Regions from separate parts of the Gasterosteus aculeatus genome. Here region 2 is linked to region 1. A link is a contact called in public Hi-C data. All regions are on one chromosome and are shown on one strand. The core of a region is the stretch at or near the end of the contact, and the rest is flanking DNA. Distances in the headings are between cores, read along the strand shown.

Region 1 (7,591 bases), core at 3,179-5,678:
ACAGGAAGCCCATTCAGCAGGAAGATCAGAGTAATGAGGCGTTGTCACTGAGCAACAACTTCCAACAGCTCAGACTTTCAGATATGCTCCACCAACCTGCTGTGAGCTCCAGGATTAGTTCACTTTTGCCCTCAAACAGCAAGTGTAAGCAGCGCACCATTTGAAGGAATTCTTCAACCTGCATTGTTTTTGAGTGTGAGATAAGAAATATCAAAACTGGAGTCTGGTTCCTCGAGAGAGTAGCTCGGCAAATTAATGCTCTGGTTCTGTTTTACCACAAGAAACCCTGAATTCAGGGAGCGAAGCTCAGGAGGATTGACCGGTCAATCCCCGTAATAGCTAACATTTTTAAAAAGCGGCGCGGAACGAATAATGTGTGCTCATTTGCGTAAGTTGAAGTATTCCAACTTTAACAAAATATACACCTGACGCTGTCTTGCGATAGCCAATCAGCGTTGAGATGCTGCCAAAGTGTAAATATATTTTATGAAATGCCATTCACCGGAGACAGATAGACAGGCGATTCGCAGCTGAGATTGAAAGCCTGTAGTTGGTGTCCAACCGAGAGATCCTGGTACCAGATCCGAGCTAACAGGTCATCAAACTGGCTACTGGTTAGCCTGAAGTAGCTCTGGAAGCTGCAGTCATCCATACGCAATCCCTGCAGAAGTTAAAGGAAATTCACCGAGCTGTGTGCGGCTACCAGAGGTGGAAAGAGTACTGAAAATGTGTACTCAAGTACAAGTACTGTTACATTGCTTAAATTGTACTCAATTACAAGTGAAAGTACTATTGTTAAAAAAATACAGTAAAACGCTACAAGAGAAAAATGCGGCAATCACAAAAACGACCGGAGCACAAGCGACGCAAACTTGAAAACACATCCGGTGGAATTAACCAAGGTTTATTATCAAATAATGCAAAGGGGAGAGGGGGGAAAAGGGTGAGAAAACGATAACTCAAAAGTTCTTCACCAGGATGGCCAGGGACATCCCCAGATTCCTACTGGTGCAGAAGAGAGAGAATATATTTAGTTAGACTCCTTTTGCTGCGCAACATCCCTGAATCTCACTCTCCTTGCGTTCCAACTGTCCCGCTCGCTTCCTCCCTCGTGTCTCCTGGGAGGAAGGTTTAAAACAGGTTCCTGATTGCCTGCGTGATTACCAACACCTGGAAGGGGAACTCAGTGACACCTGGGGTAGTACCGCCCTTCCATTACCATGCCTCTTGGTGGCCCTCTCCTGGCCCTTTCTCGCCACGTGGGGCACTGCTCACCGGCTGGGCCATCACAAAGTTCACTCTAAACACAACCGGAACAGGCCACTAGGGGGTCTCGACCTGTGGGATAGTGGATGGACAATGGGAGATCGACCACAGTAACGACGGATAAGAAAGTTAATGTCCTTTATGTATTTTTTAAACACTTGGCCGTAATCATAACTTTGGCCGTAATCAGCATTCTTTCTTTTCATAACTTTCTTCTCCTTCCATTTCTTTCTCAAATTCTCAGTCCACTCTTTACACCGCTCTGTATTTTACCTACAGAAACATTTGCCTGCTGCAGCAGCAAATTGGCCTTTCCTTATATTACGTCTAAGAATAATTGGCGCGGGCGCGATCTGACAGCCAATAAGGATTTGCATTGAAAAAAAAAATAATCTGACGGTTTGAATATTATTTTAAATTGTGGGCATACTCAATAGTAGGGCTGCAACTAACAATTAATTTGATAATCGATTAATTGGTTGATTACAGTGCATCCGGAAAGTATTCACAGTGCTTCACTTTTTCCACATTTTGTTATGTTACAGCCTTATTCCAAAATGGATTAAATTCATTATATTCTTCAACATTCTACACACAACAACCCATAATGACAAAATGAAGACTGTTTTTTGCACATTTTTACAAATCTGTTAAAAATAATGAACGAAAACCTAACATGTACATAAGTATTCACAGCCTTTGCCATGACACTCAAAATTTAGCTCAGGTGCCTCCTGTTTCCACTGATCATCCTTGAGATGTTTCTACAACTTGATTGGAGTCCACCTGTGCTAAATTCAGTTGATTGGACATTATTGAGAAAGGCACACACCTGTCTATATAAGGTATCACAGTTGACAGTGCATATCAGAAGCCATGAAGTCCAAAGAATTATCTGTAGACCTCCGAGACAGAATTGTATCGAGGCACAGATCTGGCGAAGGGTACAGAAAGATTTCTGCAACATTGAAAGTCCCAATGAGCACAGTGGCCTCCATCATCCCGAAATGGAAGAAGTTTGGAACCACCAGGACTCTCCAGTAGGAGAACCTTCCAGAAGGACAACCATCTCTGCAGCACTCCACAAATCAGGCCTGTTTGGTAGAGTGGCCAGACGGATGCCACTCCTCAGTAAAAAGCACATGACAGCCTGCCTGGATTTTGCAAAAAAGCACCTGAAGGACTCTCAGACCATGACAAACAAAATTCTCTGGTCTGATGAAACAAAGATTGAACTCTTTGGCCTGAACGCCAAGCGTCATGTCTGGAGGAAACAAGGCACTGCTCATCACCTGGCCAATACCATCACTACAGTGAATCATGGTGGTGGCAGCATCATGCTGTGGGAATGTTTTTTCAGCGGGAGGAACTGGGAGACTAGTCAGACTTGAGGGAAAGATGAATGCAGCAATGTTGAACATCTCTGGAGAGATCTGAAAATGGCTGTGCACCGACCCTCCCCATCCAACCTGATGGATTTTGAGAGGTTCTGCAAAGAAGAATGGGAGAAACTGGCCAGAAATAGGTGTGCCAGGCTTGTGGAATCATACCCAAGAAGACTTGAGGCTGTAATTGGTGCCAAAGGTGCTTCAACAAAGTATTGAGCAAAGGCTGTAAATACTTCTTTATTTTTAACCGATTTGCAAAAAAGTTTTCACTTTGTCATTATGGGTTGTTGTGTTCAGAATGTTGAGGAAATTAATGAATTTAATTATTTTGGAATAAGGCTGTAACATAACAATGTGGAAAAAGAAGCGCTGTGAATACTTTCCGGATCCACTGTATTTCTTCCATTAATCGATGAATTGCATTAAAAAAAAACGCATTAAAAAGCTTCCCCCCCTTCATTCTAAAACAGAAATGCAAATTCACATTGCAAAAATACATGAAGTACAGGTTGCTCCTTTAACATAATTTATAAAAATACAAACCAGAAAATTCAACAGGATTTGTTTTAACGTCAGAACTTGTTCTCTATAATACTTGCACACTCAAACACACCCCCATGTTCACTTGAAGCTTATTCATTAAATTATTACCATCATTGTAGTGCACGTTAAGTAAATGTATCACCCCATCTGAGTACAGCTAAAAAACAAAAAGTGCTATGAGATGAATTTAAAATGGCATTTGTCAATAAATGCATTACGCCTAGTTTATACTTCTGCGTTTTCAGAGACTCAAGGACACGCAGACGCAAGAGCCCCTTGCGTGTCCCTTGCGTGCCTTTTCACACCACCTTGTGTGCGTCGACCCATTTTTCTCTCTGCAAACGTTGGTTTGCCGCTGTTACATGCCTACTGGTTTGTCTACGCGTGCGTGTTTGTTTCCCCCTACAGCGGCAGATGTTGTCTGCCTCGGTCACCTGATTTGTCACACATTCGCAAAAATATATTGCTGAAAATGTTCAAAAGTCATCACATATCTTTTGCAGCCATTACGATTGTATAAGTGAGCACTACATCACTGCCATGTCTGAAGAAATACATTAATACAAGAAAATACATTTATTAAAAGATCGCCTCGACCTGGATTCGAACCCTGTCAAGCAAAATAACAAGACATTACAAGACAGCTGCGCTACGCCATCAGCCACCCAAGCTTTCTAATTTCCTTACTATTTTATATACTTGTCATGAAATTTTACATCGTCAGTGGCTAGAAAACCTTTTGGTTCAGAGTGAACCAAGACAACAGTTTTTTGGTTTGGCTTGTTGGTTCACAATTACATTGTGGATAGCGGAACGCCGGAGACAAGTCCCGGCCCTTTTCCTTAAGTAAATGACGCAAATTAACCACAAATAGCTGGGCGACTAATGTGACTAGTCTGTGAATGGTTTGAATTTTGTGTAGTGGGAATTGCCGGGAGACTAGAAAAGCGCTATACAAGTAGAGTCCATTTACCATCTAGTGGGATGATATGGTGCCAAATCACTTAGCACTTTGTAAATACCTCTTGTCTAAAAGGCTTTGAAAGTTGATATGACATTACACAGTGGAGGTTGATGAATACAGATCACATCTGTTACACTAGTAGTCGTTGAATGATGAAATAATGTTGAACCGATGCATGTCTGATTGTTCTGTCCTCAGAGAAAAACAAGCCTTCCCAGTCCGGGTCAGAATGCACCAACTGGCGCTATGGCAACTGTGTCCCTAGCAACGGGGACTGTGGATTAGGGTTTAGAGAGGGGTCATGTGAGCAGCAGAACCAGAGGATGAAATGTAGAATACCGTGCAACTGGAAAAAGAAATTTGGAGGTAACACACACACACACACACACACACACACACACACACACACACACACACACACACACACACACACACAGTGTATCTAATGATAAGGTAATGTTAGAAAACTTAAATGAAAAGGGCCAATCAGAAACTAACTGAATGACATAGTACAGTATGCGAACACAACATCATCGTGAACTAGTAATTAACTATATCCTATCCAATCCTGTGCAGCAGCACTGTATGAATATACATACTGTTTATTCATGTGTGTAGCTATAATGATAGACTTGTTGCGAGGTATGAATTCAAATTGATTCAGAAACAATGATTCAGTAAACAGCCTGTAGCTTGTACTGTGAAGTCAGAAAATATTTTTTTAACCATGGTGCTCAGAGATTCACCATATGTATTTCTCTTAAAGGAGACCTGCACTGTTATGTAAGCGCTTATTTGTCCCTGATCACTTCTGAATCACAGTAAAAGTGACTAAACAAGTGAGTTTTCCATTTCTTAAAGCAGACAATGTAAAAATGACTTGATCAGTGGTGGCGTGAAGCACAGTGGTTATTTAGAAGTATCTATTACATTAAATGTTTAGAAAAGACAAAGAACATTGATTTGTATTTTAAAAAATTGAGGACAGGTAGAGGTGGAGTTTGAGTCAGGCCCAATTGGTGTAGCGCCAAGTTCCATAACCTAACTATGGTTGTGATTTGGTAAGACAGTATATGAGCAAAGTTGTTGTCTTACTCTATATCAGATAACTAGGAAGGCAGCTGTTGAATGAATGGAAGGGATGAAAAAGGGTAAGAAGTCAGATTATGTGGTTGTGGTTATGACTGTAGCAGAAGATAAATGAGATCACAGACATGTTGTGATGTTATAAAGAACAGTAGGTACAATGTACGTATTGTCAAAATGTCAGGCACATTGGTTTGAAAACATGCATGATTGTGTTTGAGCAATGAGAATGAACGTAGCTAAACTTTCATACACGTTTTAAAGATGTGATAGGTCTGCTTTACTGGAACATGCATGTATTCAAAGATGCATATGTTTATCTTCTGTGTGACTTCTCTCTCCCAGCTGACTGCAAGTATCGCTTTGATAGTTGGGGAGAGTGTGATCCAAGCTCTGGCTTGCGGACCAGAATGGGGACGTTAAAGAAGGCTTTGTTTAATGCGGAATGTCAACCGTCTATTTCTGCCTCCAAACCCTGCACTGAAAAAATCAAGACACGAAGCAAAGGTGAGACTGATAATGTTGACATGATAATTATAAGATGATAAGGATAAGATTATAAGGATGAGATGCTCACAATGACCATAGTAAATCCTGGTGTATTGCAGGTATAATGTTTATCATGTTCACCATCTTAATTGATTTCACGTCTTTGCATGCTAAACTGTGCTTACCAGTATTAATCACAGTGCTCCGAAGGCTGACAATAATGTCATCAGCTTTGTGTGTATTTGGCCATGTATCAAAAAACGGGAAGTGGAGGAGGACATGGGAGGTGTCAGACATTTCAAAAGAAAGCACACCTATCAGGTCCATATGTGTTTATGCTGTGTGGACCAGGAATGCTCTACAACAGTTTCATCTCTCATCTTCAACCGCTTACCTGGGGTTGTGTCACGGGGGCAACAGTTCAAGCAGGGGACCCAGAAATTCCCTTTACGTCCACGTCTACCGGCTATTACTGGGGGATCCCAAGACAAAACATTTGTAGTGGATGAGCGTAGTCCAAGGCCCCTTCATGTACCTTGAAAGAGTAAAGAGCTGGTCCCTTGTTCAAGGACAAGGACGAAATCCCCATTGTTCCTCTTCTATCCGTTGTTTTGAACTGCCAGCATTCAGTCTTCTATGAGGACTGCACTACCATTTAACAGTTTGCAATTCTGTTAGATTTTTCTTTAATTATAGACTATAATGTTTGAGCCTATGTCTGTCTTTTTTCCAGCAAAGAAGACAAAAGGCGAGGGCAACTAGAAGTCTGTGGAAAGGAGTCAAAGAGCCAGCTGACAGCTGCACAGTGCCCCCAACGCTTATAGAATAGTTTCCTGATTCTTATAGACACATATTTGAATACAGGTTTCTTACACCTTAACAAACCCATTATGTATGTTTCTAAACGAAAAATAGAAGACAGTAAAGTACTAAATCTCTTTAGGACTAATAAAATGAGTATTGCCTACACTGGCTTCCAAATCAAAGTGCATTTGGAATATTAAAATTATATATTTTTCAAAACCACCACCTTACAAATTTGTTTAACTTTGATAAATGTTATAACATTTTCCCCGTTGAGGTGTTCTCATTAAGTGATCCATCATCGCCTCCAAACCTTTTCTTGTGCTCCACTCCATTATAGCTTCACTGGGAATATGAGCTATTTAAACTCCCAGTTTTCTTAGCCATTCTGAATCAGTTCTTGGATGTGTCGGTACCATCCACACACAAACTGTATACTTTGTGTTCTATTCTGTCCCAATAAAGCAGCCATCCGGTTCAAAACTTCAAATCACCACGGGTATACTCGTATGAAAGTGCATTTGGTATATCAGGTAATACATTTGCCTTAGGGCACAAAACCACTAACCACCTCCCCACCCACAACCCTCTCTCACTGAAGAATTGCCATTCCATCTATCCTGTCCAAGGTTTGCTCAAACCGTATTATTTTCTTTTGTTTATTGAACATTGCCCAACATGGTGTGACACTGTCCATTTTTGTATTATTTCAGACTTTTCTAGACCTGTAAGCATAATGCAAATGTTCAATGGACTGTACTTGTTTTTCTCTTTTGTAGTCTGGACTACTCAAGGCTCTTTAAAATTAGATCTGATCCATTCATACACTGATGACAGGAGGTACAGTACACTAAAGCTATGTGTGAAATTCTGGCTGAGGTGTTTTTATAATTTTAGTAAGGAATGATGCATACTGAAAACTATAAGTCAAAAAACATATGGTATGGGTATAGGACAATGGTGCGTGTATGTGCTTGCAGTTGTATTACACTCAGGAGAGACTCGGTCTGAATTGAAAAACATTTATTACACCTGTATAACATTAAAATAG
Region 2 (7,591 bases), core at 2,630-5,129, 54 kb before region 1:
TTAGTGTAAATGTAGAAGTAGTTAATATCATATATATGTACTGTACAGAGAATCAGGCCTTACATCTGTAGTTTCTTAATGGAAATACTATATAATAGTTCATACTAATTCATATCAACTGGTCACATTTCCCTTTTTGTTTATTGAAATGAAATGATATTCTGCACTAACATCATTTCATACCTCATCCTTTGTTCTCGCTATCTGAAGTTTGAGTTGTTTTCATTATGCAAATCCATCCCTCCTCTCAACTCGTGGATGTGTCACACTTAGGGAGATGATAAAAATATGCACAGTGGTTATATCATCTCACCGAGGCTCTGTCTTCCACCCTCAACACACATGGAGTGTAAGATACTTTAATTGTGATCTGGATGTGTTAACAAGATCTATTATCCAATTACTGGTTATTATTAAATTACTTGTCTGATCAATAAGAGAAGTGATTGACTCGTTTTACCCTGTTCTCTCAGAGATCTGAAGATTAGATTTACAGGAACAGAGCCATTGTTGAAGCCAGAGGAATATAGCAGTTGAATGGTGGGTTGTATCTTCCCATGCTAAGAGTTAAAAGTTCTGGGACCTTCCTATTGAACCACTCTCTCTGGTTCACTGGAACAGCAGTAGTCCTCTGAATGGACAATGATTCAACCAAGGGGGGTATTTTGTTGTCTAGTTCCAAACACTCCTGTCTGTTATATCTGAGCAATGTTTGGAGAATAGGGAATGGGAGTGACCCACCCAGTGAGGCAGTCGGTCTTCCACACAGAGACATCAATCAGCGCTGTGTATGGGTTCAGGAGTTCTTCTAGCACAAAGAGATGTGATCTTCATCCAGCAGTGTGGAGGTGCTGCAGCAAGCATTGGGCCTGCACCGCCTCAGGGAGCCGTCTGTTGTCTTTACGTCATGTCTGCTCACTTAAGAAAATAAAAGACGCCAATGCCAAGGTTCACTTGGCACCATTCATGAGATTTGGAAATGCCATTCTGAGATATCGGGATATTAGGCAGTAGTGAGGTGGAGCACTGATGAGGAGCAGTAGTAAGGAACAGTGACGAGGAGCAGTGGAGGAGAAGAGGTGATGAGGAGCAGTAATGAAAAGCACTGACAGTGCTGAAGAGTGGTGATGAGGCGCAGTGGTGGAAAGCGGTGATGAGGAGCAGTGGTGAGGAAAAGTGACGAGGAGCAGTGATGAGAAGCAGTGGTAAAAAGCACTGATTAGGAGCAGTTAGAAGAAGCACTGGGGAGGAGCAGTGATGAGGAGCAGGAAGGAGGATCAGTGGGGAGAAGTAGTGATGGGGAGCAGGGAGGAGGAGCAGAGAGGAGGACTAGTGATGAGGAGCAGTGGTGAAAAGCACTGCTAAGGAGCAGTGATGAGAAGCAGTATTGAGGAACACTGTCGCGGAGCAGTGGTGTAAAGCACACGTGAGGAGGAGTGAGGATGATCATTGAGGAGGAGCAGTGAGGAAGAGCAAGGAGGAGTAGTGATCAGGAGGATCTTCCTGTAAGCTGTTTCTTTCACAAATAGGATGTACTCGGTATCATTCTCCGCACTAAAGCAAACCCAGAAACATTTAGCCTAGCTAGGTAACATATCCATTGATAATGATTTGTCCTCACTACCCCTCTAGAGTCCCAGGTGTGCACCAGGCCCTTCTCGATGCAGTTCAAGGTTCTCCAGGGTCCTGAGGTTGTAAGTAGATATCAAAGTGCTGTGGGATAATTGTCTTGTTCCTCTGTATCTTCAGCCATTCCTCTGGGGCTCATCGTGGTTTCTGGTGACAGCGACTTAGAAACCTGCAGAGAACACATCCAGCGCCTCCAGGAGGTAAGGAGGAGAGAGGAGGGGGGGAGGCCATAGTTCTGTGTCACTGCATGGAAACAGAAAAGCAGTGACAGTCCAGAGCAAGAAGAACATTTCCTAACATTTGGAACTACGCATGTGTGCCTCATTCAGTTTATTTTATTAAGTGATCAGGGACAGTTCACTCATTTGTAGAAATGCTGAAATTGTGCGAGGTATAACATTCAGAGAGCAATATTGAGTTGTGCTACTTTCATGTTACATAATGCCATTAATACGAATGGCTGGTAGTGTAGGAAGGCTCACTCTGATAGGTGGAGCAAGTACATGCCAACAGACCTCTATCCTCCATCCCATCTTCCTCTCTAGGACTTCTCTTCTGTCAAGTTCACCTTGGGACTGCAGGTTGGTAGTTGGATGCTGGAGTTTGTAGTGTGTTTTTTGTTTTGCTCAGAGGCACACGGGAAACTAACCGCTTCAACATTTTACCTCAAAATCTTACCACAACCCTTTCTGAAATATATTACACGCACAAGAAACATTTAAGAAAACATGATCCAAAGTGTACATGTACCAAAGTTCTGATTTACACTAAAACTACCTGGTCATTGCGTGGCTGATATAATTTTATAGACGTAATACATTCTTTATGTCAAAGCAAACATCAGACCAATGCATCAAAGGGAAAGATTCTTGTAACACGCACTTTGCTGATTCTGCTGCAGTTCTTTAGGGCGGGTTTAAATTTTCCTTTTATTTTTTAAACCATCAGAGTTAGTAGACCTTTAGTAAAAAGGTTATATCTGACATCAGCGCTGATAGCCAGCAGGAGTGATTGACAGCTGAGACAGAATTCTAGTTAAAGAGAGTTCTTAGTGTTGCACCGATATGAAATCCTGCTTTGAATTCAACACACACCATTCCAAACAAACAAACAAACACCCACACACATCAATACAAAGAGCATGTGGTCAGTAATGCATTACATAACATAATATGGGCACACAGATACTCATACCTTTCTAACAAAACAGTATTCCAAAAAGTATTGTTTGATTTATTGTAGTGCACATTTAGCGTAATGTAGCGGAACATGGTTGGGAATGGGAAGGGGACGGATCAGACGGGATGCTGGCCCATAGGGGGCTATTCCCAGAGCACACCTCCCAAGCACCAGGGCCCTGAGGAGCTGCTGGGAGCACACGCAGACAGGAACAAAAAGAAGGCCAAGGAGGCCATTACCTGGGTCTACTTGAGTCTCCTTCACCGTAGGTTAAATCTAAAAGCCAACAGCTGCCACAACATAAGAGGAAGGGGGGATGATTTTCGGACTCGCGGGGCCTCTTCGGAAACAAGTTGGAGAGAGAGAGCATCAGGCTCAATATTACAGGAACCAACATCGTAAAGCAGTGTAAACCTGAAGCAGCTGAAACAACTGATGGTACGTTCACCCTGAACCCGTAGCAAATGTTTTGCGTCGCCTCAAACGCTTTAAACGCCCCTCAGGACTCTCGGGGCATCATTTGTTGTCAATTCGCGGGTATCGCTTATTCGCTCACGCCGGACCACCAAACCGTGTTGTCTTTTTAAACTAAATAGCATCCGTAGGCCGACAGCTCGGTAAATTTCACTGACTTCTACAGGAACTGCGTCTGGATGACTGCCGCTTCCAGCGGTGCGTGGTGGTAGCCGTTAGCCCGTTTAATAGCTTGTTGGCTCGGATCGGGCAGCGGACTTCACCATCTTCACATCATACTTCTGCCGAGGGAACTGTCCCATGGAGACACCGTGTAGTGCTCAAGCACATCCAAACAGCTCTTTTAAGAGCCGCACACACGTTGAGCAAACTTACTTATATTACTTATATTTAGCAGCAGTGTGTTCGTTATAAACAATACAATTATCCTACACTAGAATGTACTATATTCAGTACAGTGATGGGATGTTGTAAAAAGGCATATATGGTTGTGTGCTGTTTGTGAAAAGTGCGAGGTCTTTCCCAGACTGGGTCACCATAAAGGTACGTGGATGTATCGTACAATTCAGGGACCGCTTTATGCAGGACGTCAGTGACGACCGGGAGCATCTCAACGCTGATGTAATCCTGTGGCGCAAAACGCTAGCGACGCTTCGGTGTGAACGTACCATGAGACTGAAGGTACATTTCTATTATCACTTCAAACAATAAATGGATTTTCAAATCTCTCAAGCCATATTTCTATTCCTCCGAAGCACATTTTAAGGACGGGTATTCCAAATTCCCCATGCTGTTGTTTCATTCAGCATATGCAGCAAGAGGAGAAACCCATGGATGAAATTTCACAGTCCACAGATCCTAAGGAGATTCTCTATCTGCCCTCAATGATCCCCGAAAAGGACACAGAAATGACACAGAGCCTTGTCTCTCCCTCTCTTTTGGATAGCTTGTTAAGGCTGGCGCATGCTTCTGCGTATTTATGACGCACTCCTTTCAATGCATGGTTCTAAAGGCTTGCGTGTGTTGCAGAACAATTCACCTCCAGAACAACAGGTGGAGTAACGTGTTTTGTTGAAGACGACCTAGAGAGTCACGTCTTTGTGTGTGGAAGTCGTTAGGCCTCATGTTATGGAACAAAGCTTTAAATGGGCACACAGTGGGCCCGACACTCGTCTATCATGTTGGTGTACTTTCCCATGGCAATGGCCAGGAAGTTTGAATAGTGAATTGATCCACTCCGCTAGCCAATAATATTGGATTGATACTGTGCTCATATTGAAGCACTTCTAACAGCCCAGGATCTCGTTCATAATCTAGACATGAAAATGATTGATTTGTGAGGTCAACTTAGCTGAACAACTCTGCCTCCTTGTGCTTCCATTATAGATCATGATCAACTGTGTAACAAACCCCTAATAACTAACTGATCCAATTCTTCATTATTCAGCGGAGGAATTGCCTTATAGGAGACCCAACGCACACAAACACACAGAGCGTGGGGACAGGGTTTGATCCCCCAGGCCAGACAAACACACATATATTTGTCTCATTAGTTTCCCACATGTGTCTCAGCATGTTTCAGCATGTTGCAGCATGAATATTTGTTGTGTACGTTTACCTTTCAGTTGTATGTGCTTATTATATTCATATTCAGTTTATGTGTGTCTGTAGCAGTTCTTATGCCACATGCCACAATAAGCAGAGCTTATTGTAAGCAGAGCTTGTTGTGGCATGTTGTGAAGGTGAGCTGATTTACTTTGTTGCTTTAGAATAGAAGAGTTATAAGTTATTATTGGTTTCCTTTATGAATATACAGGGTTAATTAGGAAGTATCTTTTAGGCTCCTCAGAAGAACCAAAATATCAAGTGACACACACACAAGTACAGTGGTAATGTCTCCAAACACTTTTCACAACTTTTTTATGTCACAGGATCAGAAAGGAATTTTAATTTATTAATATTATATATTTAACTCAAAGAACTTGTGAACCTTGAGTTGATCTCTTTAGTATAAATACTTTATTTTTCATAATGTATTCCACGAGTAAAATAATTGGTAGAATAATTGTTTATGTACATGTATTTTGTCGACTGAACATTTAATATGGTTATATGATATTCTACTTCAGTACACTGGCGTCACTACGGGACATTGAATCTTCATATCCAGGAGTTGATATTACAGACACCACTGATTATCCTTGTATTAGTCGGATGTGGTCCAGACAAAGTCTCTGACTTTTCTTTCTTCTTTGTTGTAGGTGGGGAGGGGGGGGGGGGGGGGGGGTATTGTCTGTTCTAACACTGGGTGGAGCGAGGGAAAGAGGTGGTTGTGCTTGTTCACAAAGCTTGGAGTTCTGCACTACAATCCATTTATCTAAAGTAATGTATTACAACTGCTTTTTTATTGACCACGTCTCTTTAATCCCAGTGACGGTGAGGATGCAGTTAACTAGTGTCACCATCACCTGTCCTGTAGGTCCAGTTTGAAAATTCCTTTCACTTCTATCTTGTTTAGTTTATCCGAATCATGAAAAGTGTGAAACTTTCACATGTTTGGGTCCGAGTCTAATAAAAACATACCTTAACTAGCGTGATTTTTGTTTTTTATACTGAGACTGCAGATTTTTCGTCCCTTCACAGGAAGTTCTTTCCTTGAGATGGAGTTGAGGACCACAACATCAGGTTGTTTGTGTTGCTCATTCTCCATTGATGTAGTCCGAGGTTTCTCCTAGAAAGGAAGGGGTGCTGGTTCTGTTAGTGAGGAGTTCTAATGAGCAGTTCTGATTTAACATTCCCCTTTCATTCAGGTTTCATCCAGCAAATCTTTGTCACGCGTGTTTGTCTTAATTCCTCATCATGAAACAGGAAATGGGTTTCTAGTTATCACAATGCTTCGCACCTCCTTTTCAAACCTGAGGGCATCTCGGTATGTGAGTGTGATGTACAAAGAGCTGTTCTTCATCTTCGTCTTCAGGAGCAACACGAACTCTGTTCATGTTATTTTTAACAACAGAGTCCCGTTCTTAAATAGGTCACATTGCTAACACTAAAGAGAGCTCACGGGTTGATAGTCGGCCTTTGTGTTGCATAGCAACCAGGTGGTGTTTGATCTTCTGCTGGCTGGTGACTGCTGATGCTCAATGGTGCACTTGAGATTGATTAGGAGAAGGGTTGTTCCGATAATAAATTAATATTCACTTATTGTGGTTTATTTAAAATCTAAATTCACTTCTTTACTGTGTGTGTGTGTGTGTGTGTGTGTGTGTGTGTGTGTGTGTGTGTGTGTGTGTATATATTTATATACGTGTCGCCTGTCCTCCTTAGTGAACATTTGAGAAGTTCTAGAGGAACATGCTAACTGTTCTTCCAGGCTGATGCTCCTGATTATTAACTCACAAAGCCAACCAGGATTCTAAATCTGACAAAGAGCTCAAACTTTCTACGTAAAAAGACAAAGAGGAGGGAAGGCAGAAGAGACAGGAGAAGAAAGTAGGTGAATGGAGGAGTCATTCAGCCAGACGGGCTCAGCTTTTGATTTGCTGTTTGTAGGTTTGCCGTTAAAGCCTGCCGGCGGTTTACTCTGCTCGAGCCTGCTTCTGAAGTTGACAGCAGGGTGAGATAAGCATGGAGAGGGAAAGTAGGAGTGTTTACTTCAGGCTTCATGGAGACTTGTCACAATTTACATGAAAGGCTTGAGCTTCGAAGGAAAAACAACTTTACTTTCTTTGGCTTGTTTTCATGCTTCTACGTCTACTGAAAGGGGACTTTTTTTTTTTACATTCATTCACAGTGTAAAACTGAAATTGGTCGCTTTGTATTGCATTAAAGCTGCTTACGCAGCATTGATTTTCTGTAAATATGAGCAGTTTCCTGAAGAGTTAAAGATTTCACTCACTGAAGGGAAGCCTCTCCAACAGTACGAGGACAGTGAGTGATAGAGCTGAGCTGTAGTGAGGAAATAAAGACAATGGACGGGTCAAACCGATTCTGGACTTTCACCCAGGAGACTGGTGTTCATGTCGCATGTATAACCAGGTATTTTCCCCCTGACTAACACACTGCACTAAAGGACTTTAATTAACCAATAACTTGTATTGTTAACTTAAAAACTAAGTCAACCGGTTTAATGTTTATTTTGAAAAGAGACTGCACTGCAACAAAGACTTCTTGACCTTCATAAAGCTGAACAAACTGCATCCATACTAATCCTACCTTGAACATGGAGATTTATGGAGGGACGATGTACTGCACAGCTGTTGGATTCAACTTCATTAGTTTTAGATCCACAGTGTCCTGCAGAGACAGA

The links. A called contact is a pair of places that touch in the nucleus more often than the background predicts.
Region 2: a contact with region 1 is called in a Hi-C map of skeletal muscle, with 5 times the contacts expected there. The contact joins two enhancer-like sites. A contact is called at or near these places in 2 of 6 Hi-C or Micro-C datasets (skeletal muscle and whole body).

The regions. Positions count from the first base shown.
Region 1 is chr1:22,231,553-22,239,143 of fGasAcu3.hap1.1, reverse strand. mdka (midkine a) reads left to right here. Exons shown (of 5, transcript XM_040182526.2): 3 at 4,360-4,527; 4 at 5,593-5,754; 5 at 6,470-7,224. The coding sequence ends at 6,498. Among protein-coding and RNA genes, the nearest start is that of mdka, 11 kb to the left of the region's middle. Within about 2 kb of position 4,428, at least 3 of the 9 cell types and tissues checked have open chromatin away from gene starts, as enhancers often do.
Region 2 is chr1:22,284,634-22,292,224 of fGasAcu3.hap1.1, reverse strand. It overlaps dgkza (diacylglycerol kinase, zeta a), which reads left to right. Exons shown (of 35, transcript XM_078104382.1): 24 at 1,750-1,829. Among protein-coding and RNA genes, the nearest start is that of dgkza, 32 kb to the left of the region's middle. Within about 2 kb of position 3,879, at least 1 of the 9 cell types and tissues checked has open chromatin away from gene starts, as enhancers often do.